7 separate regions of the Mus musculus genome follow, and regions 2, 3, 4, 5, 6 and 7 are each linked to region 1. A link is a contact called in public Hi-C, HiChIP or PLAC-seq, Micro-C and capture Hi-C data. All regions are on one chromosome and are shown on one strand. Each heading gives the region's core, a stretch centred on a gene start, on an enhancer-like site or on the middle of the called end of the contact. The rest is flanking DNA. Distances are from core to core; before and after follow the strand shown.

Region 1 (3,932 bases), core at 702-3,201:
CTGGCCTTGAATTCCCAGTGATCCTCCTGCCTCAGCTTCTCCAGGGCTGGGATTAAAGGTTTGTGTCACCCATACCCTGATTTCCACCTTGTTCTTAAGAGTCAGGCTCTCGCTTTTTGAGTTGTTGGCGGGCAAATGTTCCAGGCTGCGTGCAGTGCGGCGAAATATCCCCACCCACGGACTCTCGGTGCTAAAGTTTGCACAGCTGCCATGAGCTACATCAATCTACCCACCGTGCTGCCCAGCTCCCCCAGCAAGACCCGGGGGCAGATTCAGGTGATTTTCGGGCCCATGTTCTCAGGGAAAAGCACGGAGCTGATGAGAAGAGTCCGGCGCTTCCAGATCGCCCAGTACAAGTGCCTGGTCATCAAGTATGCCAAAGACACGCGCTATAGCAACAGCTTCTCCACACATGATCGGAACACCATTGACGCATTGCCAGCCTGCATGCTCCGCGATGTGACCCAGGAGTCCTTGAGTGTGGCCGTCATTGGCATCGATGAGGGGCAGTTTTTTCCTGACATTGTGGATTTCTGTGAAATGATGGCCAACGAGGGCAAGACAGTAATTGTGGCAGCACTGGATGGGACCTTCCAGAGGAAGGCTTTCGGCAGCATCTTGAACCTGGTGCCCCTGGCGGAGAGTGTGGTGAAGCTCACCGCTGTGTGCATGGAGTGCTTCCGAGAAGCTGCCTACACGAAGAGGCTGGGTCTGGAGAAAGAGGTGGAGGTGATTGGCGGAGCCGACAAGTATCACTCCGTGTGCCGCCTGTGCTACTTTAAGAAGTCTTCAGCCCAGGCTGCTGGGTCAGACAACAAAGAGAACTGTCTGGTGCTGGGGCAGCCGGGAGAGGCCTTGGCTGTCAAGAAGCTCTTTGCCTCTCAGCAAGTCCTACAATACAACTCTGCCAACTGAGGGGACCTGGGGCCTGCCAGCTCCTACCCAGGTTGGACTCTCAGAGAGCAGGGGGAGCGCGGGCCTATCATTCCTAATGGACACTGTGCCTTGAACGGGCTCATCCATCGTCCACTCGCTGAAGCCGTTTTCAGTTCCCTTCTTGATTGCCAAGATGCCTCAATGCAGGCTGGAGCCCAGACCCTGCCTGGTGGCTAGGGGTCCCGCGTTCAGCCAAAGGTGAGGACAGAGCTGTCCACCATTGTGACACTGGTGGGGCTAGTTTCTTCCTTGTTGGTGGCTGGGTTTCAGTCTCAGAGCCCCACCCTCACCAAGGCTCCAGGCCTCTCACAGCTCCCCCATTTATGCCTAAACATTCTCTCCTCAGAACCCCAGCTCTTAGTGAGCCACTTTTCTTGTGCAAAGTGAACAATATTAAAGTTTACTACTAATGAAAAAAAAAAAAGAGTCAGGCTCTCTCACTGGACCTGGAACTGATCTCAGCCATACTGGCTCATCAGCGACTCGGGGGAGTCGGGGAGGGGGGGGGCGGCGGGGAGATGTGTCTCCACCACGCAGGATGGTAGTTACCTCTCCATGGGATCCTAACTCAGATGTTCATGCTTTCATAACATGCCCTTTTCCTACTGACCAATCTTCTCAGCTCTCATAACTTATTTTCAAAACATAAATCCAGATTTCATTTGTGATCCATTGTTTTAGAGACTTTGTGGTAACTCTTAACATGCACCCTTTTAAAAAGCAGCCATCTGGGGGGATTGCAGGATATCTATGTGAATTTAGGGCCAGCTAGAAAATTTAGGCCCTAGGCCTATTTCCAATCGGGAACTTCGGAACTGGTGTAATACTATGTCTGCAGCAACTCTTTTTACTAAAAACTGTGAGTGGCAGGAGGCATCACACTCCCAACAAAGTTGAAGGAACCTTATGCGGTCCTATGCCGGGCAGGGTATGTGTGGGTGGGAACCTCTCGCCGCGCACGCGCACTCGCGCTTAGGGTGGCCGGCGCACGCGCACAGGTCTACTCCCCGCGAAATGGAGCGGGTGTTGGCGGACGCGCTTCTAACGCAGAGTCGGGAGCCCGGCGAGTTGCTGGGCGCGCTGTGCGGCGGGGAGGCGAGTGCGGAGCGGGCGGAGACCCTGCGCCTGGTGCTGCAGCGGCTGGAGGAGCGCGGCGCGGGCGCCGGCGCGCTGGCCAAGGCGGCACACGAGGTGGCCAGGGACCACCTGGTGCCCTTACTGCACGCGTCCCAGGGCGGAGGGCCTGCGAGGCCCCGCGTGCTCCGAGCGGCGAGTGCGGCGCTGCGCTCGTGCGCGCGCCTGGCAGGACCGGAGCTGGCAGTCACTCTGGCCGAAGAAGCGCTGCGCGAGCTGCCGAGCGCGCCAGCCGTGGAGCTGCTGGCCGCCGTGGCGCCGTGTTTACGCGCGCCGGAGGATGCCCCGCTGCTGCGTCGCCTGGGGCGCGCGTCTGTGGAGCTGGCGCTGGCCGGGGACGCGCCGCCGGCCGTGGGAGCGCGCCTGCTGCCCGCGCTGGCACAGAGCGCAGAACCGGCTCTGCGTGCGGCGTGGGACGCGCTGAGCTCCGCGGGACCGGGAGCTGAGGGCAGCACTGGGCCAGAACTGCTGGTGCTGAGCGCACTGGCCGAGAAGCTGCTGACCAACCATGAGCGCCACGGGGATCTCGACGCCCGTCTCTGCGGCCGCTTCTGGAGAACCGTCCAGGCGGGGCTGGGCCGCGCGCAGGACGGGCTCACGCGAAAGCGCGCGCGCTACCTGCTGCAGAGGGCTGTACAGGTGTCTGCAGAGCTGGCGGTGGACTGCTCCTGCAGCCCCCAGGACACAAAAGGTACCCACTTGTCTCTCTAAAAAACAAAATTGTGTGTGTGTGTGTGTGTGTGTGTGTGTGTGCGCGCGCGCGCGCGTGCCTGTGTAAGTTTATGTGCATCACGTGCGTATGCTTGGGAGGGCATCAAATCCCCTTGAGCTGGAGTTAAAGGCAATTGTGAACTACCTGATGTGTGTGTTGGGAGTCAAACTCCAGTCCTCTAGAAGAACATCAAGTGCTCTTAACCCCTGAACCATCTCTCCAGACTGGCACCTACTTATCTCTTTGCCCCAGCCACACTCTGCTACCTCAAACCAGCCTTCAAGGGGCGTCCACCTCATCCTGAGCGGATTTGACACTTGCATGTGGTACCCTACACCGGCCTCCTCCTGCACTTTGGGAAAAGTGGACCCAGTGAAGGTTAAGATATCGCACACGCGGTAGCATGCTCTGTGTAAAACCAAGCCTGCTCCACGCCTTTACATCCTGATAGAAAAAAAGTTGACATCCGTATCAAACTGAAAGAAGGGTGCTGTGTAACCCAAGTTAATGTTTGAAACTCGAGGTACGGAATCAAATATTAATCCCTTGACATTCCCTTTAGGAATATTAGGAGCAGGGTTAGTTAGTGCTTTCTAAACATAACCCTTAAGTCATCGTGTGTGCTTGCGCCCAGGCCTAAAGTCAACAGGTGTTGTCCTTGATTATTCTCCATTTTATTTTTGGGCCAGGGTCTCTCTCGCTTGCTCTCTCTGAATCTGGAACTCAGGATTCAGACGCTTTCTTTCTGAAGTTTGGAATTGTGTTTCCTCATGGTCTCTGCACATTTGTGGTTTTGTGGGTGATCCATCTTTCCTGTCTCTGCAGGAATGCTCTCTTGGGGCCTCCTGCATTCAAAGCAGAGCTGGGACTGTAAACAGCTTGGTTTTGTCTTTAGGGCTTGAGTGATAGTTTGCTCAGGTCCAACTTCTATGGGGGAGACATTTCCATCCACATTTTAAAGGCTTCCATCCATCCATCTAGAAGCTGGAGATGCTACTCTTGTTGTTTTGAAGTTGAGATAATTCTGGATCCTGCTCAAGGGCAGTCTGTGACTTCTCTATAGGGTACCAGGGGTTTAGGGCCCTGGCATCCTGGAACCTCCTTTTTATCCATGTGCACCTACACAGTCTGGAAGTCAATGAGCTTTGAT
Region 2 (3,932 bases), core at 766-3,265, 470 kb before region 1:
GTCAAGCAGTTCACAACTGTCTGTAACTTGAGCTCCTAGGTCCAACTCCTCTAGTCTCCCCAGACTTTGTGCACTTTTTCACTAACATAACCTACACACACATATATACAAGTAAAAAATAAAAGTGTGGGGCTGGAGAGATGGCTCAGTGGTTAAGAGCACTGACTGTTCTTCTAGAGGTCCTGAGTTCAATTCCCAGCAACCACATGGTGGCTCACAACCATCTGTCCGATGCACTCTTCTGCTGTGTGTCTGAAGTCAGCTACCGTGTACTCACATTAAATAAATATTAAAAAATAAATAAAAGTGTGTAGCTTTTACAGCAGAGAAAGCTCTATTTCCTGTATCCAAGACTGGATAATTTATGGTTGGTTTTCCTTACAGTATTTAGAACCTTTTCAGTTAAATTTCAGCAATTTTACCTGATCACTCTGGAGCATTTTTGCATAAACTATATAAAGATGTAACATTAGATTGTGCGTGCATATATAATCTATGTACAACTTACAGCTCCTGTGAGTGAGCAGGTTATATACATGCATAGATGTAACTTTATTTAATATGTGTATGATGTGAATGTGGAGGCCAGAAGAAAACTCTGGAGTTTTCTCCTTCCAAAGCATGGACTCACTCAGCCATCTCACTGGCCCTAGATACTTTGGAATTCGGTACTGTGTAACTGTTGAAATTCCTCCTTTAGAATGTGTGTGCTACTATGATTGTGTAAATCATTAAAAAATGTATTTTGTAGGAAATTTTCTAAAGATGCTTAGTGTAATTTCTTGGTACGTTCTATCTGATAAAATACTTAATAGCCACAAGACTATGTATATAAGTGGTCAAGAGTGGATAGAAGTTGGCTTTGTTATAAAAGTGCTGGCTAAGTACTGATTAGTCATGAGTATGAAACATTTTTTTCTTGTAAACTTTTTTTCTCCCTTAACATAGCTTCAAAAAATCCTTAAAGGGGCTAGAGAGATGGCTCAGCAGTTAAGAGCACTGGCTATTCTTCCAGAGGTGCTGAGTTCAATTCCCAGCGACCACACGGTGGCTCACGACCATCTGTAATGCTATCTAATGCTCTTTTCTGGTACGAAGGTGTACATGCAGGTAGAGCACTCATATGCATAAATGAAAAAAAAAAGCATTCTTACAATGAGAGGTGCAGGAAAGGCTTGCATCGGCTACCTCTTATCACTGTACCCAATTCTCAGAGACTGCAGCATAGCTTGTCACTGTCCCAGGTTTCGATGTTTCCTCAGTGAAGGGAGCAGTTGCTGTACCAGACTGCCTTTCCTTCAAAAGCCAGCCACAAGTGTGGTGGGTGGGTTCGAGCATTAGTAACGAGCTGGTTGGGAATCTTGATGGGGGTTGTGGAGGAGGGAGAGAACGACAAGACTGCAGTTTAATGACGGCACAAATCAGGGCCACCCATAGACTTTTTTTTTTTTTTTTTTTGCCCTTCTGCATTCCTTACAGGTTAAATTTTTTTGAACGAATTAACCCATTTTTCTTCTCCGCACCAGGGCTACATCATAAAATTATTTTGCAGTCAATCATTGTGTCTAATCTCAGTCACAACGCAATTTACAAAGCAAATACTGCCAGATCAGGCGGCTCAGGTCTTCCTTTAAAACCACAGCTCAGAGGATGAGGCAAAAGGATTGCAGGTTCGAGGCCAGGGCAGACTACACAGCAAGTTCCAGACCCTACTATGCTACAAGGGGAGAGCCCGTCTCAAAAACCTAAAAAGCAAACGCATGCACTTCAAGTCACAGGCTTCCTGAAGGACACAGTGAGATGAGATGCTGTTCTCAGCCGGCTCCCACCTTCGTCTTTCATTAGCAAGGACAGTGGATTAGAGGCTTCTGACTCAGCACGCCACAAACACGTGCTGCCCCTGACCCCCTGGTCACGGGATGACGCACAAATCCTTCTGCAGTGCACGCCCCGCCCCCAGCTTGGCGTCTCAGCCGCGCAGACTGGGTCCATCTGCGCGTGCGCACCAGGCGTTCCCGCGCAGGCACCGCCGCGGACAGCCCGCCGCGGACCTTCCCCCGGGGTCCTCGCGCGCCGGAAGTCCTCGCGCTCGGCCTTTTCCGTCTGGACTGGAGGCAGGCGGCTGCGAGCGGCCGGCGTGCTCCGATCGGTCGGAGCTAACCGCTGCCAGGCGGGCTGCCGCGGCCCGGCGTACGCCCCAGTCGAGCGAAGATGGTGGGCCGGAACAGCGCCATCGCCGCGGGCGTGTGCGGTGCCCTCTTCATCGGGTACTGCATCTACTTCGACCGCAAAAGGCGGAGTGACCCCAACTTCAAGAACAGGCTTCGAGAACGTGAGTGGGCCCCGCGCGCCCCCGAGTGCTCCCCGGCGTCGCGCTCTTGCGGCCAGGGTCCCGCCTGTGCCCGCGGGCCTCCATCTTGGAGGCGACCTGGCTCCATCTTGCTGGCGGTGGAATGCATGCTGATTCGGGGGAGGGGTAGCACTTTTTTGCCTTTCCCCAGCTCTGTAATTCTGGGGGATGGGGGGTGGGAGACAGGTCTTTAGCTCAGGTTAAGGTGGTTATCCTCCAGTTTCAAGGTCTCACCACGCCCAGCTCCATTCCCCCCCACTCAACTTGTGTTGAAGACAGGGTCCTCCTGTGTAGCTCAGGCTGTAACCCGCGCTAGCCTCGACCTCGTGGCAGCCAGCACCACCACCACCTCCCCAGCCCCCCGCTTCAACCTAGTGCTGTGATAACAGGCACGAGCCTTTCTCTATAACAGTCACCGTTGAAAACAATCATTCTTTATGTGTGTTTACGACAGGGGACTGCTGCAGTTGGTAGGTCGGCTTCGAACTCTTGGTGCCTCTCATTGCTAGCTTTTCAGACGGGTGCCTACCCCGAAGGCGGTGGTGCTCTATTCAGCAAACCCGTCGACGGTGCTGCCCCAGCACTAGCACAGTGGGGTGTCGTCCTTGCATTCTTAAACCCTCTTGGCAGCTTTGCTCTGGTGCTTCCAAGATATGAGTGAATGCTAGACAAAGTGCGGGGGAGTCCAAAGGGCTGCGCTCCTCACGTGGCTCAGTCTTATTTCATACCTGCGACATCTTCAAAGAGTTTTACCGGAGGGAAATCTTGGCACGCCTTGGGAAGTCATGGACATGTGATCCACCCATGAATTTACAGAGACTCTTTATTTTTCAATATATAGTCTGAAAGCACATTTGTTGGAATAATCTGGCCTTTTTTGTTTCGCTTTCTTGGGGGCTGCAGTCAGTCAGTTACTCCATTCTCTCGAATTTCTAAATGAGTTTTTTAATTTTTCGTAGTTATATATGGTCGGAGACTAATGAATTAGACGTACATCCTTTAATACTCATTATAGGACTTCCAGGACTTTTTGAGCCCGTAGGCCCCAAGTAGCCTCATCGTTTTCTTCACGTGGGGAGATAAGGAGAGTGTGTTTTTGTCCGATGGCTAGGTAGAGTAATGCGAAGAATGCATCTTGGATTTATAGACTGCGTTTTGGGGACCAGATTGCGTACTGACCAGCAGCATTCACTAAAAATCTCCTTAACTGTAAAGTACGGTGGTACAAGCTGCCTCTTGTTGGTTAGGTGGGATAAGTACTTGACCTACGGAAGGCTCCATAAATGCGGACTGTTAAGTGTGACTTTTGGGTCCACAAGTCTACTCAGTGTCTTGGGGCTGTGGGTCTACACATTGGGAGACAGCTAAGCAGGCTGATTGATTCCTTTGGAAAGCCTTGGTGGAAATCTTGAGAAAGTGGTTTTGGTTGAAGAAATAAGTTGTTTCAGGAAAATTATGGTTGTTTAAAACTTTTGAAGCCGGGCGTGTTGGTGCACGCCTTTAATCTCAGCACTCGGGAGGCAGAGGCAGGCAGATTTCTGAGTTTGAGGCCAGCCTGGGCTACAAATTGAGTTCCAGGACA
Region 3 (3,932 bases), core at 1,071-3,570, 430 kb before region 1:
ACCACCTTCTTCTCCTTCTCCTTCTCCTTCTCCTTCTCCTTCTCCTTCTCCTTCTCCTTCTCCTTCTCCTTCTCCTTCTCCTTCTCCTTCTCCTTCTCCTTCTCCTTCTCCTTCTCCTCCTCCTCCTCCTCCTCCTCCTCCTCCTCCTCCTCCTCCTCCTCCTCCTCCTCCTTCTCCTCCTCCTCCTCCTCCTCCTCTTCCTCTTCTCCCTCCTCCTCTCCCTCCTCCTCTCCCTCCTCCTCCTCTCCCTCCTCCTCCTCCTCCCCCTCCCCCCTCCTCCACCTTCTTCTTCTTCTTCTTCTTCTTCTTCTTCTTCTTCTTCTTCTTCTTCTTCTTCTGATTTATTTATTATTATATGTAAGTACATTGTAGGTGTCTTTAGACACACCAGAAGAGGGCATCAGATCCCATTACAGGTGGTTGTGAGCCACCATGTGGTTTCTGGGATTTGAACTCAGGATCTCCGGAAGAGCAGTCAGTGATCTCAACTGCTGAGCCATCTCTCCAGCCCCTATTTTTTAGTTTTACATGTTACATTTGTCTACATGTATGTGCACTCTGTGTATGCATTACTCACGGTGGCCAGGAGAGGGTATCGTATCCCTGGAAACTGGAGTTGCAGATAGTTGTGAACAGTAAGGAACTTGAGTCCTTTGTGAGTGCAGCAAGTGCACCTGACAGCTAAGCCATCTGTCCAGCCCCACCTTGTGTCTCCTTAAGAACCTTGTTCCTGTGGAGTAATGGACTAAAAGCACATCAGCACATCCATCACCTTGGATTTAACCTGCCAACTGACATTTCTGTAACTCTCCAGTTGGTCAGGTGAGCACTTTGATTCCTGAGCCCTTTTTGTTTGTTTTGTTTTATTTTTGTTTTTTTTTTCTTTCTTTCTTTCTTTTTTTTTTTTTTTTTTTTGAGACAGGGTTTCTCTCTCTGTCTGCCCTAGGACTCACTCTGAAGGTCAGGCTGGCCACTTGCCTCTGTCTTCTGAGTGCTGGGATTAAAGGCATGCACCACCACTGCCTAACCAATACCCGAGTCTTTAAAATCCTGGATGTGTTTATGTCTTTTTGCCTTTTGATCTTCTAGGCTTGAAATTTCTAAGCATTATCAAAGTCCTCAAAATGACCTCAAAAGTCTGTCTCTAAAAGGATTTTTGCTTGGCTGCACGTGGTGGGGGCTGCTTCTCTGTGGAGAAGCTGTGCTGGCTCCTGTGTTTGTAATGGTGTTTGTAATGGGGCAGAAAGACAGAGCCACAATTCGCCTGCTATGTTTTCCTGAGTTTTGATTGTACTGAACGTTATCTACACCACACACACACACCTCGTACATACGTGCCTATGACAGACTCTCATTTTTTCCTGAATATTTAAGCGTTTCAATATCAAGACCATCTGTGTGATTGCAGAACTGGGTGCTGGATGATGGGCGGGTAGCAAACCCAGCATGTCCCAAACAAGGGGATAATTCACAACCTAAGTGTGGTGTCCTGGAGAGTAGGGACATCACCTTATGTGCCTTAGTTGTTTACTTCTGGGGCTTTCCCATGAGGTAGCTTCACACTATGGGTGGGAATGAGTGTTGGTAAATGAGAGCACTCTGGGGCTAGAGGCTGCTATGTGTGATCCTCTCATACTGTGCATGACAAACATCCGAAGGCAAGACCTACCTTGGTACAGAACAGTTTCTGGTGCACTCCATCACACGTGGTGGATGCTCAGTAAGTGTGCTGAAGTTAGCCTTGGAATAGCTCAGGTACATCCAAAGGAACTTGGTCTTCAGGAACTTCTTACAGCTGATAACAGCCAAAGAGGCACACCAGGCAGGATCCTGGGAACTCTTATATTTCCCTGTATGTGGCTGGAAGACTCTGATAATTGGCCATGTCATATCCTCACACTGATCCCTTGAGTTTCATTTTGCTGAAGGAGATGTGATCTGCTGAGCTTGTGTAGCCAACCCAGCCGACCGTTGGGACCCTGGGGCTCTCCTCGATCTTACCGGCATGCTTGCTTTCAGCCATGTGCAGCTGTGTGATGTGTGTATGTGCAAACAGTAGAGCCCTGTGTGTACACACACTGTTTAGAAAAGCAAACCAAGGTCTGCGGAGGTAGTCCAGTCACGGGCGGCTGAGTGTTTGTCACAAAAGCATGAGAATCAGCATTTTGTCTTCCAAGGCTGATCACTAGCCTCGATGGGCATACACCTAGGTGTACACACACACACATGAACACGGACACACAAGCCACACTGTCTAAAACACTGTGTCCATTGGTCATGGTCAAAGGCAATTGATCTATGTTCCTTCCTACTGGACTGTTGTTTCGGTGATGTCTCAGGTAGGACATGCTCCTACCTGGGGCTTTGGAGTGAGTTCTAGTTTGGCCCAGTACACTGGTCGGCAGCTGCTGGGTGGTTGTGGGAGAAGTTTTGGGATACAGAGTATCAGGACCCCCCAGGTAGCTGTTAGTCACAGCACAGCTGGTGGCATGACAGCTCCTTGAGTTCTTGTGGTCACTAGCTGTGCTGCGAATGGAATAGTGTAGCACTAGGCACTCAGCAAAAAAAAGAAAAAAAAAAAAAAAAAAAAAAGGATCCCACACAGCTGCCAGCCTCCACGGAACTTGTCCTGGATGCTGGTCTGACTTTGCCCCGAAGCCAGATGGGGGGTTAACTTTTCCTCTCTTCAGCTGACAAGGTTAGTCATTGCTGACACCCGAGTCTTTCTCATTTTCCAGAACAATCCCTATAAACAGGTCATGAGATATGTCACATGTTTGGTGCCAAATTCCTTTGCTGATACGTGTTTGTATTTTGCATATTCAGGTGGTTCAAAGGCTGGCCTCCCTCCTGTGAATGCGCACCCCTAGGTGCTTCCTCTGTTGGTTGTAACCTTTGCTCCCAAGCCTTTCTTTATCCAGGGTGAACTTTACTCTTTTACCTATCCGTCTACCTCCCACCTCAATTATCACCAAACCCTTTCCAAAGCAGGTGTTCTGCTAAGTCCAGGGGCGTAAAGCAAATGGAGTTTATAAGAAGCAAGCATAGGGCAGTGCTGAGAACTAAGTAGCCTGGACCATCACTGTACTGACAGCTTTCTAAGCAATGTGAGCACCCGGAGCTGCTCAGTCTCCTTCCAAAAGGAAGTGTGTCTTCATGCAGCTGGCCACCAATCAATCAATAGGAAGTACTTAGTATACAAGTATGAAGCACCAAGGGCCTTCTGTCAGACAGGTTATGCCTAGGTGCAAGGCTCGGCACTGGGCCTGATGTATACACCTGTAATCTCAGCAACTCATACAGATTTGTAACAGTTGTGTTCTGTCTGGCTGACTCGGTGAGACCCTGTGTCGAAATTTGAATTTTAGAAAATCTAGAAAGATGTAGCTCAGTAATAGAATGCTTGCCTGTCCTATGCAAGACCCTGTATTCAATCTCCAATACTGAAAAATCAAAACTAAATAAGCAAATAAAAAAATACAAGTATGCTTCTTACAAACTAATGCTAGCATCATAATAGTTTGCATTAAAATGACTTAGTGAAAGGTTTATTTTAAAAAATTATCTTTATTAAAGTGTGTGTATGTGTGTGTGTGTGTGTGTGTGTGTGTGTGTGTGTGTGTGCGCATGTGAGTGCAGGTGCCTTGGAGAAATGTTGGATTCTTTGGAGCCGGAGTTATAGGTGTCTGTGAGCGTCCTGATGTGATTGCTAGGAATCTAATGCTGGTTGGTTCTCTTCAAGTCGCTCAGCCACATCTCCAGTCTTGAGAGCAGTGGTTCTCGACCTGTGGGTTGTGACTCCCCGAGGGGTGTCAAATGACCCTTTAAACAGGGGTCACAAATAAGATATCAGATATTTACATTACGGTTCATAACAGCAGCAGAATTACAGTTATGAAGTAGCAATGAAATAATTTCATGGTTGGGGGTCA
Region 4 (3,932 bases), core at 933-3,432, 410 kb before region 1:
GTACAGCCAGCAGGCTTGAACAACCCCAGTTCCAAGCTCTTGGAAGGCTAACTCTGCTTTTCTTTTTTATTTTCCTTTAAGATCCAGCCGCCAAATTCACGTTCCCTTGCTCAAGGCTGGAAAACCTGGCAGGCTCACACTTTTCTGCAGCTCTTAGGAAACAGCCTGGCCAATGGTCACTTTAAATGGAAAACAGTCCCAACTCAGAATTTCAGTGTTTGGGCCAAGATGTTAGTCAGAACTCTAAATTTTAACATCTCATTCCCTTCCCCGCTCCAGCTGAGCCTGCTTAGGCCTGCATGGGAAAGGGGCAAGGCTGGTTGTCCCCCAGACCCTTCTTGTCTGGCTCTGTTTCCCATTTCCCTGCTTAAAAGGTTGGAGGAAGGCAAGGGGCCAAAGGGCCAGGGCAGTCCTATGGGGTGGAGAGGGTTTGAAGGGGGTGGCATTTTTGAGTATGGCTGAAGTAGATACCTGCCCCCGGCCCTTCTCTAACCCCCTTCTGTGTGGCCACTCGAGACCTTTTCTACCTTCATCTTCTTCCTGTGCTGGGAATGGAGCCCAGGTCTTTGGCTAGGCAAGGGCTCTGCCACTGTCTGGTATTGCCAGCCTTTCTTACTGAAACAAGGTCTCATTGGGCTGTCCTTGAATGTACTCTGTAGCCCAAGTATGCTTTGTGTTCATTTTCTTCCCGCCTCAGCCTCCAGAGTAGCTAGGATGGTAGGTCTGGGTCTCTAGACAGGGCTTACCTGTGGTTCCTCCCTGTGGGGTTCCTACCTTTTCTGGTAGCTCCATGACTCAGGCACTCAGTGGTCCATACTAGCGTTCTCTCTTGACCCAGACCCTGACTAGACTGGCCCTGACAAGCACTGAGGCAGAAATTGGCCCAACCCAACACTTGCTTCTGGTTCTGACACTCAAGCAGGTAGTCGTCAGCTTCTGTATAATGAATGATGTCCTCTTGGCTGCTGTCACAAAGAGACATAAGACAGCAGTTTGTTCTCTCGCGGTTCTGGAGGGCAGAAGTTTGACGGCACTTTCGTTTGGCTGTGTCCACGGAACTGCATTCCCTCCAAGGATCCAGGGAAGGACCCACTTTGATCCCTTCCAGCTGGGGGTGGGTGGGGTGGGGTGTTGTCTGCCATTGATTAGTTTGTGGCCTCAGCTCCTCAACCACCACTTCCCTTAGGCTCCTGTGTTTGAACGCTTGGTTGCCTACAGATGGCGCTGTTTGGGAGGTGTGGAAACTTCAGAAGGTAGAGCAGCTCAGCTGGAGGGAGTGGCTTGGTGAGAGTGGGAGTGGTGGTGGACTTTAAGTTTTAAGAGCTACCCTCTTCTGGTTTATGTATGAGGTGTCTTCGTCTGCCCATGCTCCCATGCTTGGTCAGCAGAGACCTTCTTGCTCGAAGCTCTGGAGGCTGGAAGGCTGAGGTCAACGTTTCTGTGAGGTTCCTTTCTCCAGAGGCTTTTCGCTGTGGTGCTTTCTGACTGCGCGTGGGATGTGACTATCCACCTCACGATTGTGCCGCCACAGTGGCAAGCCACCTTTGCCTCCTGCTCTCCTTCCCCTCTGTGGTGGATTGTATCCTCTCGACTGTGAGCCAGAATAAACCTTTCCTCACCGAAGCTGCTTTCAACAGGTATTCTGTTGCTTTCAACAGGTATTCTGTCACAGCAACTAAGGAAGTAATTGATACACTTGGCCTCTGTCTTTTTGTTTGTTTGTTTTGTTTTTGTTTTGTTTTGTTTTGTTTTTTTTTTGTTTTTGTTTTTCCGAGACAGGGTTTCTCTGTGTAGTCCTGGCTGTCCTGGAACTCACTCTGTAGACCAGGCTGGCCTCAAACACAGAAATTCGCCTGTCTCTGTCTCCCAAGTGCTGGGATTAAAGGCGTGTGTCACCACTGCCCGGCCTCTGTCTTTTAAGTACACAAGTCATTGTATATGGGGGCTTTTGCCCTTCTCAGTTGTGAGGCACCTGGGATAACTGTTCTATCTCACAGTCCTTATTCGTATTTGCAAAGACCCATTTCCTTAGAAAACAAAACCAACCAACCAACCAAACAAACAAACAAAACCCCCACCAGATTCCTCACATTTACAGGCCTCAGGGACCTTTGCCAGCCTACTGCAACCCTATTTAGACTCTGAGGTCCTGGCTGGCAAAGGGCCTAGTCTTCTCTGCTCTCATTAAAGGGCATCCTGGGGTAAGCTCTGCCACAGTCTGATGTGCAGGGACAGTCCCCACTTCCCTCTAGGGAGCATGGATTTCTCCACAGACACATTCCTCAGAAGAGCCTCCCCTCAAACTCTGACCCCCAAGTGGCTGGCACCTTCCATTCTACAAGGGAAGGGGAGGGTGCGTGGCGGCTCCAGACTCTACCCTGCTGCAAGGGATGTGGCATGCTCTGTCCAGTCTGTCACCTTTACTATGGGGATATTGGTGGTGATGATGCCCAGATTTGTAACCTGGGCTGTGCAAACACCAGGGAACACAGAGAGGGACCACCAGGAGGCTGTGATCAGCCACAACTCACCCCCTCACAAGCCTGCCCCCCCAACCCCCCAAGTTTCCAGGCTTGCGTTTGTGCTCCTTGAGCTATGCCGTTTGTTCTCCCTCGTGGCTGACCTCATTCTGTTTTCTTTGCCAGTGGTTGAATGACGCAGGCACTGCCATGTGACCATGAGATGCTAATGACAAGCAAGGCAGACACAGACATCCTTCTTGGGGCTTGCAGCTCATGAGGTGTGCTGAACCAGAACTCTCCTGCTCTGTGACTTAGCAGTCTGTGATTTGATAAGGAGGCCCTGCGTGTATGAGTGCCGCCGAGACGGACAAGCTGGCTTGGGAACAAAACACACTTATGTTTTAAAACTCGGTCCAGCTTTTTGGGGAGCGGGGGGGTGGGGGTGGTTAGAGGGAGGAACAGATTTGTTTGGGAGGCCCTGGAATGTTCAGATAATAAATCCCTTTATCTCTTCCTCCACCTTAGCAATGGAAATGAGCAGCCTGTCTCTGGGAGGCTAAAGGAAGGATTTTTTTTTTTTTTTTTTTAAAGCACCAGCCTTGGGCTAAATCCCTAAACCAGTGTACAGGGCTGGATATGGTAACCTTCATTCCCAGAGTTCCACGGGGGAAACTGCATCTTCTAGAAGAGGAGCTAAGAAGCGTCAAGGGTGTGCAAAATGGCAGTCATCAAAGGCTGAGCTCGCTCAAGGGTCTTACAGAGTGTCTGGGTTACTACTTTCTTTTTTTGAGGTGTTTCTATCACTCCAAGCCTTCCATCAATGACTGAACACAAATTTCAAGTCTTCTCCTAGTCTGTTACCTTTTGTATGTGTGGGTGCACATGCACGTGTGCAGGTAAGATGCATGGGTGCAGAGGATGACCTCAGGTGTTATATCACAGGCGCCAGTCGTCTTTTTGTTCTGAGGCAGGGTCTCTCACTGGCCTGGAAATCATCTAGCAGGTTAGGCTAGTGAGCTTCTCTGGGTCAGGCTGATCTCTACCTCCCTAGCACAGTAGTCATCACCACACTCAGCTTTTTTTAAAATGTGACTTCTGGGAATTGATCTCAGATCCTCATCCTTGAGTGACAGGCACTTGAACAATTAAGCTAGCTCCTTGGTCCTCATCAGATTCTTGGTTCTCTGAACCAATTTACTATTGCTTTAAATGAGGATCTTGTCTGGTGCCTTTTATTTGGGTAACTGAGGAAGATTTGGGGACAATCTGAGAGGCAGATTCCCTTCAGCATGATCAGACTGGATTAGGTACTAAGGCTCCCATAGCAAGACTGCATAGACCAGGTAACTTAAAAAGCAAACATTGATGTCTCAGAGCTTTAAAATGTACACACCACTCATGCAGTTGATTCTTGGTACTTGGGCCAGGTGTCTCACAGTTGCCTATAATTCCAGCTCCAGTGGATATGAC
Region 5 (3,932 bases), core at 490-2,989, 400 kb after region 1:
CACAAGTTCACTGCCATGCCTTGTTCCCCCAAGTACAGCATCTTGGTGAATGTTCTAGATGGCATTTGAGAAAGCAACCATGGATCTATTAGCATTTATTCAACAAAAAGGCTGAGCAGACTGGAGAAGAGCCCACATAAAAAAGCTGGATATGGGTAGACCCCTGGAGCTCACTGGCCAGTCAGCCTACCTTACTGGCAAATTCCAGGCCAATGGGAGACCCTGTCTCAAAAAAACAAGGTGGGTGCTGACTGAGAAATGACAGCTGAGGTAGCTGTCTGACCTCCACACATGTAAACACATATGCATGCACACTAGCACATCTGTTTGCACCTGTATACACCTGAGCATTGCACATATATACAGACACAAATTGTAATTAACCTCACTTAAATTTAAATGAATCCTTTCTAGAATGGGGGAAGATGGATTATAAGGACTAAGATTGCTCAGCAGGGTGAATTCCAGAAGGGCTAAGAACTACAGCACACAGCACATTTCAACATGCCCGTTACTGCACTAAGGTTGAGCTTTCACTACATCAGGGAAGAAATTATCTGCCTTGAGATCTCGTGTTCTATGGAGGAGTAAATAGACAATAGAAGTGTTGTATCATGAAACCTCCTCATTTCCCTGGGCACTTCAGTTAAAAACAACAACCATTTGCTTCAGAGGCAACACATTCTTATAAAGCAGATATGGAAACTTAGAAACTTAAGCTCAGTAACCAAAGAAAATTCATTCTGTGAATGATTTGTTATGGGGAGGGGCTTAAGGGTGGTTCTGATGCTAAGGTCATGTTCCCCAATTGATTCTTGATGAGGACAGGGCGGGACACTTAGAGTTTCGAATGAGGATGCAGGGATCTGGGTAAGAAGGAGGCAGTAGCTGCAGGAGATAAAGTTGAATGGCCAATGACCTATCCAATTGTGCCTGAGGTGGCAGGGGAGATTTAGCAGTGCCCAGTCTTTGAGTTAGCAAAGGCATTTTAAGAGTAACTGGTGTGTGTGTGTGTGTGTGTGTGTGTGTGTGTGTGTGTGTGTGTGTGTAATTTGGGTGGGGGCTGGTAGTGTACAGTTTGCCTGGAGCTTAAAGCGGGGTAGCAAAGGCTACATGCAACAAGCATGACTTGACACAACCTCTGAGAAGGTCCTCTGGGAAGGAAGTCTCCATTAAAGGATTGGTCTGTGGGAGAGTCTGTGGGGGCTTGATTACTGGTGTAGGAGGGCCCAGTATTTTATGGGCTGCACCTTTCCCTGGGCGGCTGGTCCTTACTGTATAAGAAAGCTAGCTATGCATGAGCCTGTGAGGAATCCAGCAAACAACATTCTCTATCGTTTCTGCTCCAAGTTCTCTCTGGACACATATGGCCATACAAATTCCAACAGGTATGTACAGATTTGTGCACACAAGACACATGTACATATGTGCATGTTTTGAAAATAACATAAAATAAAAGAAAACTATAGATGGTAAAAATGTCAGATGCACACTTATAGAATTGGAATGGAGTAGCTAACAGCTCTGGGGGCTGCCGCTTGCCTCAAGACCAGTCTAAGCAAGAACAAGATGAGAAATTATGACTTACTGGAGTACCCCAAGGCACTCATATCACAGGAAGGAAGGGTTAGAATTGCTGAACCCCAAGCAAAACATCTGCCCTCTGTCCACCATGAGAGCCAGAACAAAAACCAGGCCCCAGAGCTCTCAAACATCCCAACTATCAGCAGGGAAATCTCAGTGATGTGAGGTGTTTTTTTTGCAGACTGAAGGCCTCTCTGGTTTTCCTCTCCTTTTTCATAGTCTTTAGAGGTCATTGCAAATTAAACAAGGGTGCATGGCCTCTGTGGTTTTGTGGTTTTTAAAAACAAATTACATAAAAGAAAAAAAAAAGGTGGGGGCGACCATGGAGCTGCGTCAAAGAGCACAGGACTTTCTGTACAAGTGTGAGAGCCTGAGTTTAATGCCCAGCACCCATGAAAAAGCTGGGGGTGGCTGTGCATGCTCCTAAATCAGTGCTGAGATGGAGGAGCAACTGGGACTCAGGAGCTTGCTGACAAGTCAGTCCAGCAGAAATGGCAACCTCTAGGTTCTGTAACAAAAACTGAAGTGGGAAGAGGACAGAGGAAGACACTGCAGGCAAACACATGAGCCTGTGTGCACACAGGCACACACACACACTCACACACAGAGACACACAGACACACACAGAGACACACACACAGACACACACACAGACATACACACAGACACACACACACACTCACACACAGAGACACACACACAGACAGACACACACACAGACACACACACAGACAGATACACAGACACACACACACAGAGACAGACACACACGCGCACACACACACACACACACACTATTTTAGCCTGCCTCAATTGCTACTAGGAATTGTTGGACTGGAGAGGAGGTTTGGTTGTAGGAGATATTGCTGTTCTTGTAGAGACCCGTGTTTGGTTCTGACATCAGGAGATTTAGAGCCTTCTGTAGCTCCAGGGGACACAAGCCTCTGGCCTCTGTGGACAGCTGCACTCACATGTACATACCAACACACAGGCACACACCAGCAAGTAATTAAAAATAATATATGTAAATATCAAAAAAATAATTGTTTGTCTTACTTCTTCCTGCTCTCTTTATTCATGTCTGTGTCATTTGTTTATATAAAACTCAAGCCTCTATATATGTTTGTGCCCTGTTGTAAACAACCACAGAACGTGCTTTCCCTCAGGAATCTGAATAGATTAAGTCAATATTTTCAATGGCTGCATTCCAGCCATCATTCAGAGGCGCCCCATCTGGAACTGTCAACCTTGTGCACATTCATTTGTTTGTAGTTTCCTACCTGTGTGTGTAACATCAAAACAAACACCTTTGAGGATGCACGTCTACCGAAGCCAGGGATGGCCTTCTGAGACATCTGAAGCCGAGCTGTATCCTTGCCATGAGCTCTCATACTCATCTCTGCCCTGACAGTGTTTCTTTACTGACACTCCCCCCACTGCTGCTGCTTCCTTCTGGTCTCATTCTCCCTATGTAGGGCACCCACACCGACCACAGTGTTTATGTGCTCCAATATCTTAGTGTAAATAGCTGGCATGGTAAAACTTCCCTTCAAAACCCTAAAAAGACAGCAGATTCTAAAGCCATAAAAGGACCATTTCACTGGCCATCTTAACTGACATTTAATTCAGGTTATGGGTGAATCCAAACATCAATGACTGTATTGGTTACTGGTCTCAGGCTTTGACCAGATAGTGGACACAAGGCAAGGCTAGGAAAGCAGGACTTGTCTCGGCTTAGAATTTAAGAAGAGCATCGTGGCAGGAAGGCATAGTTTCAGGGACATGAGGACCAGTGACATTGATCCTCCATAGTCAGGAAGCAGAAAACACACAGGATTTTGTCATTTTTGAACTGGTTATTTGTACTCATAGTTGAGTAAATAAATTCAAGTAAATTGAATCCTGTGTGGAGTCACACATCTACAGGATAAATTTGGGGTCACAAGTTTTGTGGGTGGGTTGGTATCCCTATCACTCCAGGGAATTCCTGCCTGGCTACAGGAGTGCCCTCTTCAGGTTCCATATCCCCCTGCCGTGGGTCTCAGCTAAGGTCATCCCCCATTGATTCTTGGGAGCCTCCTCTATCCTGGGTCTCTGGCATGTCCTCAAGATGCACACATCCTCCTTCCCCATCCCCACCAGCTGCAGATTTCCGTTCATTCTCGTGGCCATCTGACCATCTCTTCTGTCTCTCCCCACACCTGATCCTGAACCCCATTCTGCTCTCTATCCCCTCTCCCACCCAGTTCTGTCCCTGCATATGCCATGACTATTTTATTCCCCACTTCTAAGTGAGATTCAACCATCTTTGCTTGGGCCTTCTTTCTTGGTTAGCTTATTTGGATCTG
Region 6 (3,932 bases), core at 850-3,349, 340 kb after region 1:
CCCACAAATCACAAGCCTCAGCACAAGAGCACAGAGCCAGCCACGAAGGGAATCATAAAAATAAACCTTATCCTGACTTCGGAGCCGAGAGATGACTTCCCGAAGCCTGTAATTTACAGCGTCGTCTTCATTATAAATGCAGAGAACTGAGACACAGATCACAGAATATTTATTTTCTAACTGAAGTTTGCAAAGCAGGAAATCTGGGGGATCCCCTCCACACCCTCAGGAAAGCTAGGTTCTGAAAGGTTCCGATTCTTGCTACCCTTTGCTCAGTGGCTTTCAGTGACAGACAGCTTCCTTTTGCAATGAAAAGTCAAACCGTGTGGCAGAATCAAAGATGCGGGGTGTTCAGGGGGGATATGGGCATATCAGAAAGCTTTGTACTAGGTTACATACAATCACCACAGACCTTTAATCTCAAATCGGGCCATTGAAATCAAACACTCAAATACCATGCCCTTTATTACAAATAGCAACACAAGACCAAAGCCAACTGCTTGGACTTGAAGGTGTTAAGAATAATTCATGTAAAGACAAGCTCTTACTGGTAAATATCATCAAATTATAAAACAAATGTCTAGTGTTTCCCCTTAAGGGAAAACCAATACATTGTGTTGTAATTCCAAGCAACAAAAGGTTAAAAAATATCTTTCAGAATTATCAAGCTGTTGGTCTAGACTTTCTTACAAATGAATGAGTCATGCTTCCTTCTCAGACCCACCGAAGGAGTGAGCTGCAATCTTTTCCCAGTGTCTAACTACAGAGGCATAACTCGGGACCCTGGTAATATCTCAAACAATATCTTGAGTTTGTATTGGCAAATCTCTACCTTCCAAAGAAAACAAAATAGATGTCAGCAAGTCAGTCCTGCCTGCACAGGTAGTTTCTTCATGCCTCACCATTGCAGCCAAGGTCATCAGCTGAGGCTCAGGGTGAAGTCTGAGGTACCCCAACCTGGCCCCAAGAACTCATCTTCCGGAAACTCAAATACCTAGAAAGATCTGAACAAAATCCTCTCGCTTAGGACCCATACAATCCTAAACCAAAGAGACGGAGCTAGATCCAATGAATCTTTATCACTTCTCCTGAGAGATTAATTAAATTCCAGGCCCAAGGGCTGAGTTCTCCTGAGCTAACTGCACCAGGATCCAATGAGAAACCCACACAGACCAGTTCTCTGAAGCAGCTCTCACTGATAGACACAACAGGCTTACCCTCAGAATCACTCAGAAGTGGACACAGGTCAGGGAGGTGTCAGAGAAAATGTAACACAAAGCCCCCTCCCCCTCTCTCCCTCCCACCTCCACCTCTGCTTTCAGGACTTGAGAAACGCCTCCAGGCCTCTTCATCAAAGTTGCCTATCTGCATGTAGAAGAGAGGGTTCAGTGAACCATCCCTGTGCGCTTCCCTGGTAGCTGTGTCTCTGGCAGGGAGACCACTAGTGGGCAAGGGAATTACGGGGGAGGGGGGGTCTTACTTTTGTAGCTGGTCGCCCAGGGCTGGTAGCCATAGTAGCCTGTGATGCGCAGGATCCGCTCCTCGATGGATGTGAGTCCCACCGGTCCACTGGTGAGATCCTCCACAGAGCGAGACCATTTCAGATCCTCCTTGATCGCCTCATCCACCACCAAGTACTTGAGCTGCCGGAGCTGAGGACTGATGTCGGACAGTCTCCGCGGGCTGACGTCCGGTGACCTCCTCATGCCACTGAGGCCGCGGGAAGGCGGGATGAGTCAAGGGCAGAGAGGAGGAGATGTCAGTGAGGACTGGTGAGGACCCACGGCTACTCCCCTCGCGTTGCTTGCCATGTGCCCTGCTCCCAGGAACCTCGGCGTCGGGTCCCGCGCCCTACTCTGGGCGCCTCTGGCAACGTGAGCTAGGGCGAGTGGCCCGGAGATGCTGCTGAAACTTCCCAAGCTCCGCCACACACGACCGTCCCTCTGTCCCTCCCTCCCACCAGGAGAGCAGCAGTGCGGGTTAGGCAGGGTCGCGGATGCCCGGGGGCTACCTGCCTGCTGCCCTCCCGCGCCTGCAGCTCTACTCACACAGCAATGCTCTTGGTCCTGGAAGCGCCGCCGGGAAACTCTCGGATCCCCATGGGCGGCGGCAGCGAGTGGCCCGGGGCGCCCAGGCTGGAGCCGAGGGGAGCCGCGGCCGGAGCTCCCGGCAGCCGCCACAAAGGTCTGGACGCCCGTAGGTCGCCCGCGCCCGCTGCCCGGAGCCGGTGGCAGAACAGCGCCGCGCCCCTTGCCTGCCACCGCCGGCGCCCTAGTACTCGCGGTCACGGACGCCCAGGCTCCGGAGAGCGCGCCCGGTAGTGCGCTCCGGAGCCACCGGGACGCGAGGCTGTGGCGGCCTCGGCGCGCGTGGACCTGGCGGGGACGCGCGTTCAGATCCTCGCAGCCCGGAGTGTGCCAGGCTCCGCAAGCTCTGCAACCTTAGGGCGCGGGACCTGTCACGGTCCTGGCGTTCTGGTTTCGACACGTGAGTCTCTCGGTCTTTCCCCCCAACACCCACCCCAAACACAAACGCGCGCGCGCCACCCCAAAGAGCGCTGCTACTACGAAAGCAAACAGCAAACTAACCTGGCATTTCACAGTGCACACTAAGTGGCTTATTTAGAATAGGTGGCAATTGATTTGCTGGATCAAGCCCAGTCCTCAGCTCACACAGCTCAAGGAAAAGGGCACTAACTGCTTCAGTGCCCTCTACAGAGACTGTCGTCCTACCTAGCTTCCGATCAGTTTTTGTGTCTTGTTCCTAAGCCATTCTAGACCTCCAAATCACCCTCCATACTGCTCTTCTGCACTGAGCGCAAAGTCAGAAAATACGCAGATATATAAGAGAAGAAAAATAGCCTTATCACGTCCCGAAAGGTTACTATGAATTATAGCTAGATTCTATTCCAACATTTTTCTGAGTGTGAGATACATTTCCCCCAAGAGATCAAACCGCCTGCGCTACTTTATGTATTACTTTAGGAAAAGATATATTGTTCCTCCGAGAACTGGGAATAGAATAGAACTCACTTCCTCAACTTGCTGAACTTGCTGAAACCTGCTGCAAACAGGTAAGAAACTCCAGTTTTCCTGCTGGGAGACAACCTAGGGCTTCCTACCTTTGCTGTGCCTCTACAACATCTTACCGGCAGTCCTAGACAATTAAATTACACAAGAAAGGGAAGACGATGGCTGCTACATAGGAAGAAGTGAAAGAAAAAATGAAGTTGTCTTCCTAGATGACAGCCAAGCAGATCTGGAAAGTCTCAGAGCTGACCAAAACAAAAAACAAAAAAACTTCGGAATTAATAACTGTGATGTCAATCTTGATTGTCTGTCGATTTGATGTTAGAATTACCATGGAAACAAACCTTTGGGCATGTCTATGAGGGAGTTTTCAGATATGGGCAGCATCATTCCATGGGCTGGGTCCTGGCCTGATTAAAAAGGAGAAAATGAGCTGAGCATTTGTGTTCATCTTTCTCTGCTTCCTGTCTGTGGATACCTCGTGACCAGCTGCTTTTGTCTGTGGATACCATGTGACCAGCTGCTTCTGTCTGTTGACACTATGTGCCCGATGCCCTGTGGCTACCTCGTGACCAGCTGCCTCAGGCTCCCTCCACCAGGTCTTTTTTTTTTTTTTTTTTTTTTTTTTTTTTTTTTTTTTTACCACAATGGACTGAGTGTATTTTTAAACTGTGATCCAAAATAAATCCTTCTTCCTTGAGTTGCTTTTGTCTCGTATTTTGCCATAGTTACATGAAGTAACACAATAACTGGTGTTTTAAAAGGCTGAAAGATTCAAGGATAATGTACAAAACTTAACCACTTTCCTATCTGTCTACAATGGACAACTGGAATTTGAAACAAAAACAAAAACACAGTACTGTTTACAGGATCCTAAAAGTGTGGCTAATTACAAAATCAAGT
Region 7 (3,932 bases), core at 936-3,435, 330 kb before region 1:
ATTGTTTTCCTTTTAGAGTGGGGCAGACAGGATGTCAGGGGCTCGAAGGGGAATGAGGTAGTCATCAGACACAGTTCTGGTACCTTTGGAAGGTATGAGTGTGTGTTCTGCACAGTTGAGAAACAGTGCAGGGCTATCCTGCCAAGGCTTTCCCCCTCAAGTTTCAGTTTCTATGGTGGTCATTCAGTGCCTGGAGTAGAAGAACAAAAGGCCTTTGATGTCATCTGACACAGTTCCTGACTATTGCAAAAACACAGGACGCTTTCACTGTCTCTGGGAAGGTGATGCTATACTGGTAAAAATGTTGATTCAAGGTAAAGCAGCAATAGATGAGCCCAGTGTGGGCATGATGCAGATACCATGCACCAGCTTCGTTCCTTATTTATTTATTTATTTATTTATTTATTATTTTGTGGTGGTTCTTTTGAGACAGAGTGTCAGGTAGCCCAGGTTACCTTTACTATGTAGCCAAGGATAGCCTTAAATTTTCAATGTTCTGCTTTCAATCTTCCTCCTGAGTATAGCCATTAGAAGCATGGACCACTGTATCTGGTTTATGCAGTAATGGGGACAGAACCCAGCTTCTAGCATGCTAAGCAAACTCTCCACTGACTGAGTTCCCTGGTCTCCCACCTCCTACCCCCAGTTCTGCTGTCTCTCTGTTTATCCTCTAGAGAACCTGGCTCCAAGCACATCTGGGCCTGAGAGAGTTTGTCTGTTGAGAAGCATGTGCGGCAATACCTGGGACATAGGACAAGGGTCCGTCTTTTGGTGTTTCGTAATCGCATTGAAGCAGGCAGATGGTTTTTGCATAAAACCATGTAGTAAATGTTTTCTGATTTGCATCTCATATGTCTGGTCCCAACTGTTCAGTGTGTTCTCTGTGTGGTTACATAGCCACGGGTGAATGGCATGGCTGTATTTCAGTGAAACTTTGTGTACAAAAACAGATGCCGACCGGATGGATTTGGCCCATTTTTTTTCACTGCCTACATTTTTCCTGAGCTGCTGCAGGGCAGGAATGCATTCTTGGTCATTTTGGTTGCCCAGACCTGGTGTGACTCACAGTGAGCTTCACTAGCAGGTGCCAAGTGATCTTCTAGCTGTGAGCATCTCTCAACCTGAGCTGCCTGTGGATCAGGAGGGCTCAGAGGATGCCAGCATCTCTCCCAACTCTGACACGCAGCAAGGTGGGCCCAGGGAAGAGGAGAGAGAATGATGATGATGATGATGATGAAGGAGAAGGAGGAGGAAGAGGAGAAGGAGGAGAAGAAGGAGGAGGAGAAGGAGGAGGAGAAGGAGGAGAAGAAGGAGGAGGAGAAGAAGGAGAAGGAGGAGAAGGAGGAGGAGGAGAAGGTGGAAGAGGAGAAGGAGGAGGAGAAGGAGGAGAAGAAGGAGGAGGAGAAGGAGGAAGAGGAGAAGGAGGAGAAGGAGGAGGAGGAGAAGGAGGAGGAGAAGAAGGAGGAGAAGAAGGAGGAGAAGAAGGAGGAGAAGGAGGAGGAGGAGAAGGAGGGGAAGAAAAAGGAGGAGGAGAAGGGGGAAGAAAAGAGGAGGAGAAGGGGGGAAGGAGGAGGAGAAGAAGGAGAAGAAGGAGAAGAAGGAGAAGGAGAAGAAGGAGAAGAAGGAGGAGGAGAAGGAGGAGGAGAAGGAGGAGAAGAAGGAGGAGGAGAAGAAGGAGAAGAAGGAGAAGGAGAAGAAGGAGAAGGAGGAGAAGGAGGAGGAGAAGGAGGAGAAGAAGGAGGAGGAGAAGGAGGAAGAGGAGAAGGAGGAGAAGGAGGAGGAGGAGAAGGAGGAGGAGGAGAAGGAGGAGGAGAAGGAGGAGAAGAAGGAGGAGAAGGAGGAGGAGGAGAAGGAGGGGAAGAAAAAGGAGGAGGAGAAGGGGGAAGAAAAGAGGAGGAGAAGGGGGGAAGGAGGAGGAGAAGAAGGAGGAGGAGGAAAAGGAGGAGAAGGAGGAGGAGGAGAAGGAGGAGGAGGAGGAGAAGAAGAAGGAGGAGGAGGAGAAGGAGGAGAAGGATGAGAGGAAGAGGTTGAGTCTGAGTCTGAGTCTGGGGTGATGAGCCCTTGAGGGGTGCTGGCTAGGGAATAAAGAGAATGTGAACATTCTGGTGGTTTGCTGAGAGTGGACAGAGAAGCCAACAATGGTGGGTGTTTGGATTGGATGATGGCCAGAGTGTGCCCACACAAGTTCATGCTTTAGAAGTTTGCTCTTCAATGGAGATTAATCATTTCACCCAGTCCCTGCCTGACTCCACAGCTCTTCCAATACTCTCCCACACCCCAGACTTACTCACTGCCCAAGCCTGCAGACCAGACCTAATGGGAGATGAGTGGTCAGCGGTGGTCTTGCCTGAGAGAGATATTAGTGTAGTTCTCCTGATAACCTTCTTGGTTCTTGAGAGATGATTTTTAATAAAGGAGAAAGACTGGTCCCTCTCCCATTTCTTTCTGTCTTTCCATGTGATTTTCCCTTGATGTCATCTTCTGTGATCTGGCATGCTCAGGGAGCCTTTTCCAGAGCTGACACTATGCTCTTGAACAACATTGTGTGAAATAAACATTTTTTTTTTAAATAAAGTACCCTGGCATCGGTATTTTTGTTATAACAATAGAAAATCGACTCATACAAAGGTAGACTAGAAAATTGAATAAGGCCTGGTAAGCCACCTTAGGTTGGTAAATGGTACAGGTATGGCAGAAAAACAAAGAACACACTAAAGGAGTCCTTCCTGCCTTGGAGATTGACTGCAACAAAGTTACAGAACCAGTCTCTGGACAGAGGAATGCCTTCCAACGGGGAAAGGGTTTTGTGGACAGGGACTAGGGGCAGATCTCAGCAGTGACCTTCCCCAGCTTCATTTTCTCTCTCATGGACACTGTATTTCTGGTGTCCAACCACCACACACTTTTGGGGACCATTGATCCCAAGGGCAAAAGGAGTTGGAGGATGGCATGGCTCTCAGCACATGGCGTTCTGGCCTCTGTGCGTTGCCTGGGGGAAGACAGAGATGTAGTAACAGCTCTCTCTGGTGATCTCAGCTCTGGGGACACAGGTCAAATTTGGAAACCATTCTGCAAACACACATAGGCCCCAGTGAATGTCTTTTTTCTAGGACAGAGGTTGTAATACATGCGTACTGTTTTGATGAAGTTTATCGTCAGAGGCTTGACAAGTGGGTGTAGGGATAACAGAGCCAAAAAAAAAAAAAAAAGGAAAGAAAGAAAGGAAGAAGGAAAGGAAGGAAGGAAGGAAGGAAGAAAGGAAGGAAGGAAGGAAGGAAGGAAGGAAGGAAGGAAGGAAGGAAGAAAATCAGGATAGTTTCTCATTTGGGGACAGAAAGCTAAGCTAATAAAGGTCCCAAGCTAAAGGGGAATGACTAGAGGGGACAATGTGGGACCATTTTGGAGAAAGTGCAGCTCCATTTGCTCAAATACGTTTTACTGAGGAAGCCACCAGCCACAACAGTGTGAGCGGCCATCATTACAGAGTTGCTCCCCAGACTTCCCCTCGTCTACTCACCCATGTTTGCCAAGTACCAACCTCGGGCTGTTATTGGCATCCCACCACAGTCCTGTGAACACTACATCTGGTGCAGGTTTGTATGTACCCAGACCACTTTGCCTATGACCTAAACAAAAGTGTCTCTAGCTGCTCATCACCATCTCCTAAAGGTAATGGAAGGATGGCTCCTCATTCTCTCCCTGCCTTGGACCATGGCCTCTGAGAGGGTACTGGTTCCTTTGTCCCTGAGAAATGAGTAGTCCAGCCAATGCCTTTTATGACCTGCAACTTGGTCCCTATACTCTGGCTTCTATGGATCTGACAGGGAATGGTCAGCTGTAAGGATTTAAAAGAAAAAAGCTCTGGAGCTGTATGTGTGCATGCTCTAGGGGGCATGTGAGTGCCAATTGGGGTTCTGGCCAGGTCTCTTGAG

The links. Hi-C and Micro-C count contacts between places; a contact is called where the count stands out from the background. HiChIP or PLAC-seq counts read pairs in DNA pulled down with a chosen protein or histone mark. Capture Hi-C pulls out chosen DNA fragments and counts their contacts.
Region 2: a capture Hi-C map of macrophages shows a contact between it and region 1, with 6 times the contacts expected there. The contact joins the promoter of Tomm20 here to the promoter of Tarbp1 in region 1. A contact is called at or near these places in 16 of 39 promoter capture datasets (the C10 cell line, the HPC-7 cell line, the SN4741 cell line and 12 more), 1 of 15 datasets of contacts at CTCF or cohesin (the NIH/3T3 cell line), 8 of 484 Hi-C or Micro-C datasets (the HPC-7 cell line, the MNK3 cell line, bone marrow-derived macrophages and 4 more), 38 of 115 datasets of contacts at active chromatin or transcription factors (the 230-238 cell line, CD8 T cells, DN3 thymocytes and 25 more) and 4 of 9 other capture datasets (adipose tissue, liver, macrophages and 1 more).
Region 3: a contact with region 1 is called in an HNF4G HiChIP or PLAC-seq map of pancreatic cancer cells. The contact joins the enhancer-like site here to the promoter of Tarbp1 in region 1. A contact is called at or near these places in 7 of 39 promoter capture datasets (3T3-L1-derived adipocytes, embryonic stem cells, epiblast stem cells and 2 more), 9 of 484 Hi-C or Micro-C datasets (the CH12 cell line, bone marrow-derived macrophages, embryonic fibroblasts and 4 more), 23 of 115 datasets of contacts at active chromatin or transcription factors (the 230-238 cell line, bone marrow-derived macrophages, craniofacial prominence and 15 more) and 4 of 9 other capture datasets (adipose tissue, liver, macrophages and 1 more).
Region 4: a contact with region 1 is called in an H3K4me3 HiChIP or PLAC-seq map of stem cell-derived neural progenitor cells, with 21 read pairs. The contact joins the enhancer-like site here to the promoter of Tarbp1 in region 1. A contact is called at or near these places in 8 of 39 promoter capture datasets (embryonic stem cells, hematopoietic stem and progenitor cells, neural stem cells and 3 more), 3 of 15 datasets of contacts at CTCF or cohesin (the NIH/3T3 cell line, pro-B cells and stem cell-derived epiblast-like cells), 3 of 484 Hi-C or Micro-C datasets (bone marrow-derived macrophages and embryonic stem cells), 20 of 115 datasets of contacts at active chromatin or transcription factors (the 230-238 cell line, craniofacial prominence, embryonic basal ganglia and 14 more) and 2 of 9 other capture datasets (adipose tissue and macrophages).
Region 5: a contact with region 1 is called in a Hi-C map of uterus, with 17 times the contacts expected there. The contact joins the enhancer-like site here to the promoter of Tarbp1 in region 1. A contact is called at or near these places in 14 of 39 promoter capture datasets (the 3T3-L1 cell line, the C10 cell line, the HPC-7 cell line and 9 more), 22 of 484 Hi-C or Micro-C datasets (the 63-12 cell line, the AML12 cell line, the Ba/F3 cell line and 17 more) and 2 of 115 datasets of contacts at active chromatin or transcription factors (pancreatic cancer cells and stem cell-derived neural progenitor cells).
Region 6: a Micro-C map of embryonic stem cells shows a contact between it and region 1, with 1.6 times the contacts expected there. The contact joins the promoter of Slc35f3 here to the promoter of Tarbp1 in region 1. A contact is called at or near these places in 5 of 39 promoter capture datasets (embryonic stem cells, hippocampal neurons, stem cell-derived epiblast-like cells and 1 more) and 3 of 484 Hi-C or Micro-C datasets (cerebellum and embryonic stem cells).
Region 7: a FOXA1 HiChIP or PLAC-seq map of pancreatic cancer cells shows a contact between it and region 1. The contact joins the enhancer-like site here to the promoter of Tarbp1 in region 1. A contact is called at or near these places in 2 of 39 promoter capture datasets (embryonic stem cells and hematopoietic stem and progenitor cells), 1 of 15 datasets of contacts at CTCF or cohesin (the NIH/3T3 cell line), 3 of 484 Hi-C or Micro-C datasets (bone marrow-derived macrophages, embryonic stem cells and stem cell-derived neural stem cells), 13 of 115 datasets of contacts at active chromatin or transcription factors (the HPC-7 cell line, differentiating embryonic stem cells, embryonic stem cells and 5 more) and 3 of 9 other capture datasets (adipose tissue, liver and macrophages).

What each region holds. Positions count from the first base shown.
Region 1 is chr8:126,473,084-126,477,015 of GRCm38.p6, reverse strand. It overlaps Tarbp1 (TAR RNA binding protein 1), which reads left to right and starts at 1,951. Exons shown (of 30, transcript NM_001159907.1): 1 at 1,951-2,761. The coding sequence starts at 1,951. It also overlaps the pseudogene Gm6091.
Region 2 is chr8:126,944,004-126,947,935 of GRCm38.p6, reverse strand. It overlaps Tomm20 (translocase of outer mitochondrial membrane 20), which reads left to right and starts at 2,015. Exons shown (of 5, transcript NM_024214.2): 1 at 2,015-2,332. The coding sequence starts at 2,212. LOC115486982 (a long non-coding RNA gene) reads left to right here and starts at 2,339. Exons shown (of 2, transcript XR_003947623.1): 1 at 2,339-3,932. LOC115487043 (a small nucleolar RNA gene) reads left to right here and starts at 2,956; the gene lies at 2,956-3,089. It overlaps Rbm34 (RNA binding motif protein 34), which reads left to right. Exons shown (of 11, transcript NM_172762.3): 11 at 1-764.
Region 3 is chr8:126,902,254-126,906,185 of GRCm38.p6, reverse strand. All of the region lies in intron 1 of Gm31718 (a long non-coding RNA gene), which reads left to right. Among named protein-coding and RNA genes, the nearest start is that of Gm31718, 4.2 kb to the left of the region's middle. Within about 2 kb of position 2,320, at least 32 of the 459 cell types and tissues checked have an H3K27ac peak or open chromatin away from gene starts, as enhancers often do. A contact at or near this core is called in hepatocytes, liver, pancreatic cancer cells and 1 more, where this site is marked.
Region 4 is chr8:126,883,076-126,887,007 of GRCm38.p6, reverse strand. The region is part of intron 1 of Gm31718 (a long non-coding RNA gene); the gene reads left to right. Among named protein-coding and RNA genes, the nearest start is that of Gm31718, 23 kb to the left of the region's middle. Within about 2 kb of position 2,182, at least 153 of the 459 cell types and tissues checked have an H3K27ac peak or open chromatin away from gene starts, as enhancers often do. A contact at or near this core is called in adipose tissue, bone marrow-derived macrophages, embryonic basal ganglia and 7 more, where this site is marked.
Region 5 is chr8:126,077,553-126,081,484 of GRCm38.p6, reverse strand. The region is part of intron 1 of Gm46072 (a long non-coding RNA gene); the gene reads right to left. Among named protein-coding and RNA genes, the nearest start is that of Gm46072, 6.6 kb to the right of the region's middle. Within about 2 kb of position 1,739, at least 2 of the 459 cell types and tissues checked have an H3K27ac peak or open chromatin away from gene starts, as enhancers often do. A contact at or near this core is called in uterus, where this site is marked.
Region 6 is chr8:126,137,292-126,141,223 of GRCm38.p6, reverse strand. It overlaps Slc35f3 (solute carrier family 35, member F3), which reads right to left and starts at 2,099. Exons shown (of 8, transcript NM_001363500.1): 1 at 2,049-2,099; 2 at 1,481-1,710. The coding sequence starts at 1,706.
Region 7 is chr8:126,807,759-126,811,690 of GRCm38.p6, reverse strand. All of the region lies in intron 7 of Gm31718 (a long non-coding RNA gene), which reads left to right. Among named protein-coding and RNA genes, the nearest start is that of A630001O12Rik, 39 kb to the left of the region's middle. Within about 2 kb of position 2,185, at least 29 of the 459 cell types and tissues checked have an H3K27ac peak or open chromatin away from gene starts, as enhancers often do. A contact at or near this core is called in adipose tissue, pancreatic cancer cells and stem cell-derived neural stem cells, where this site is marked.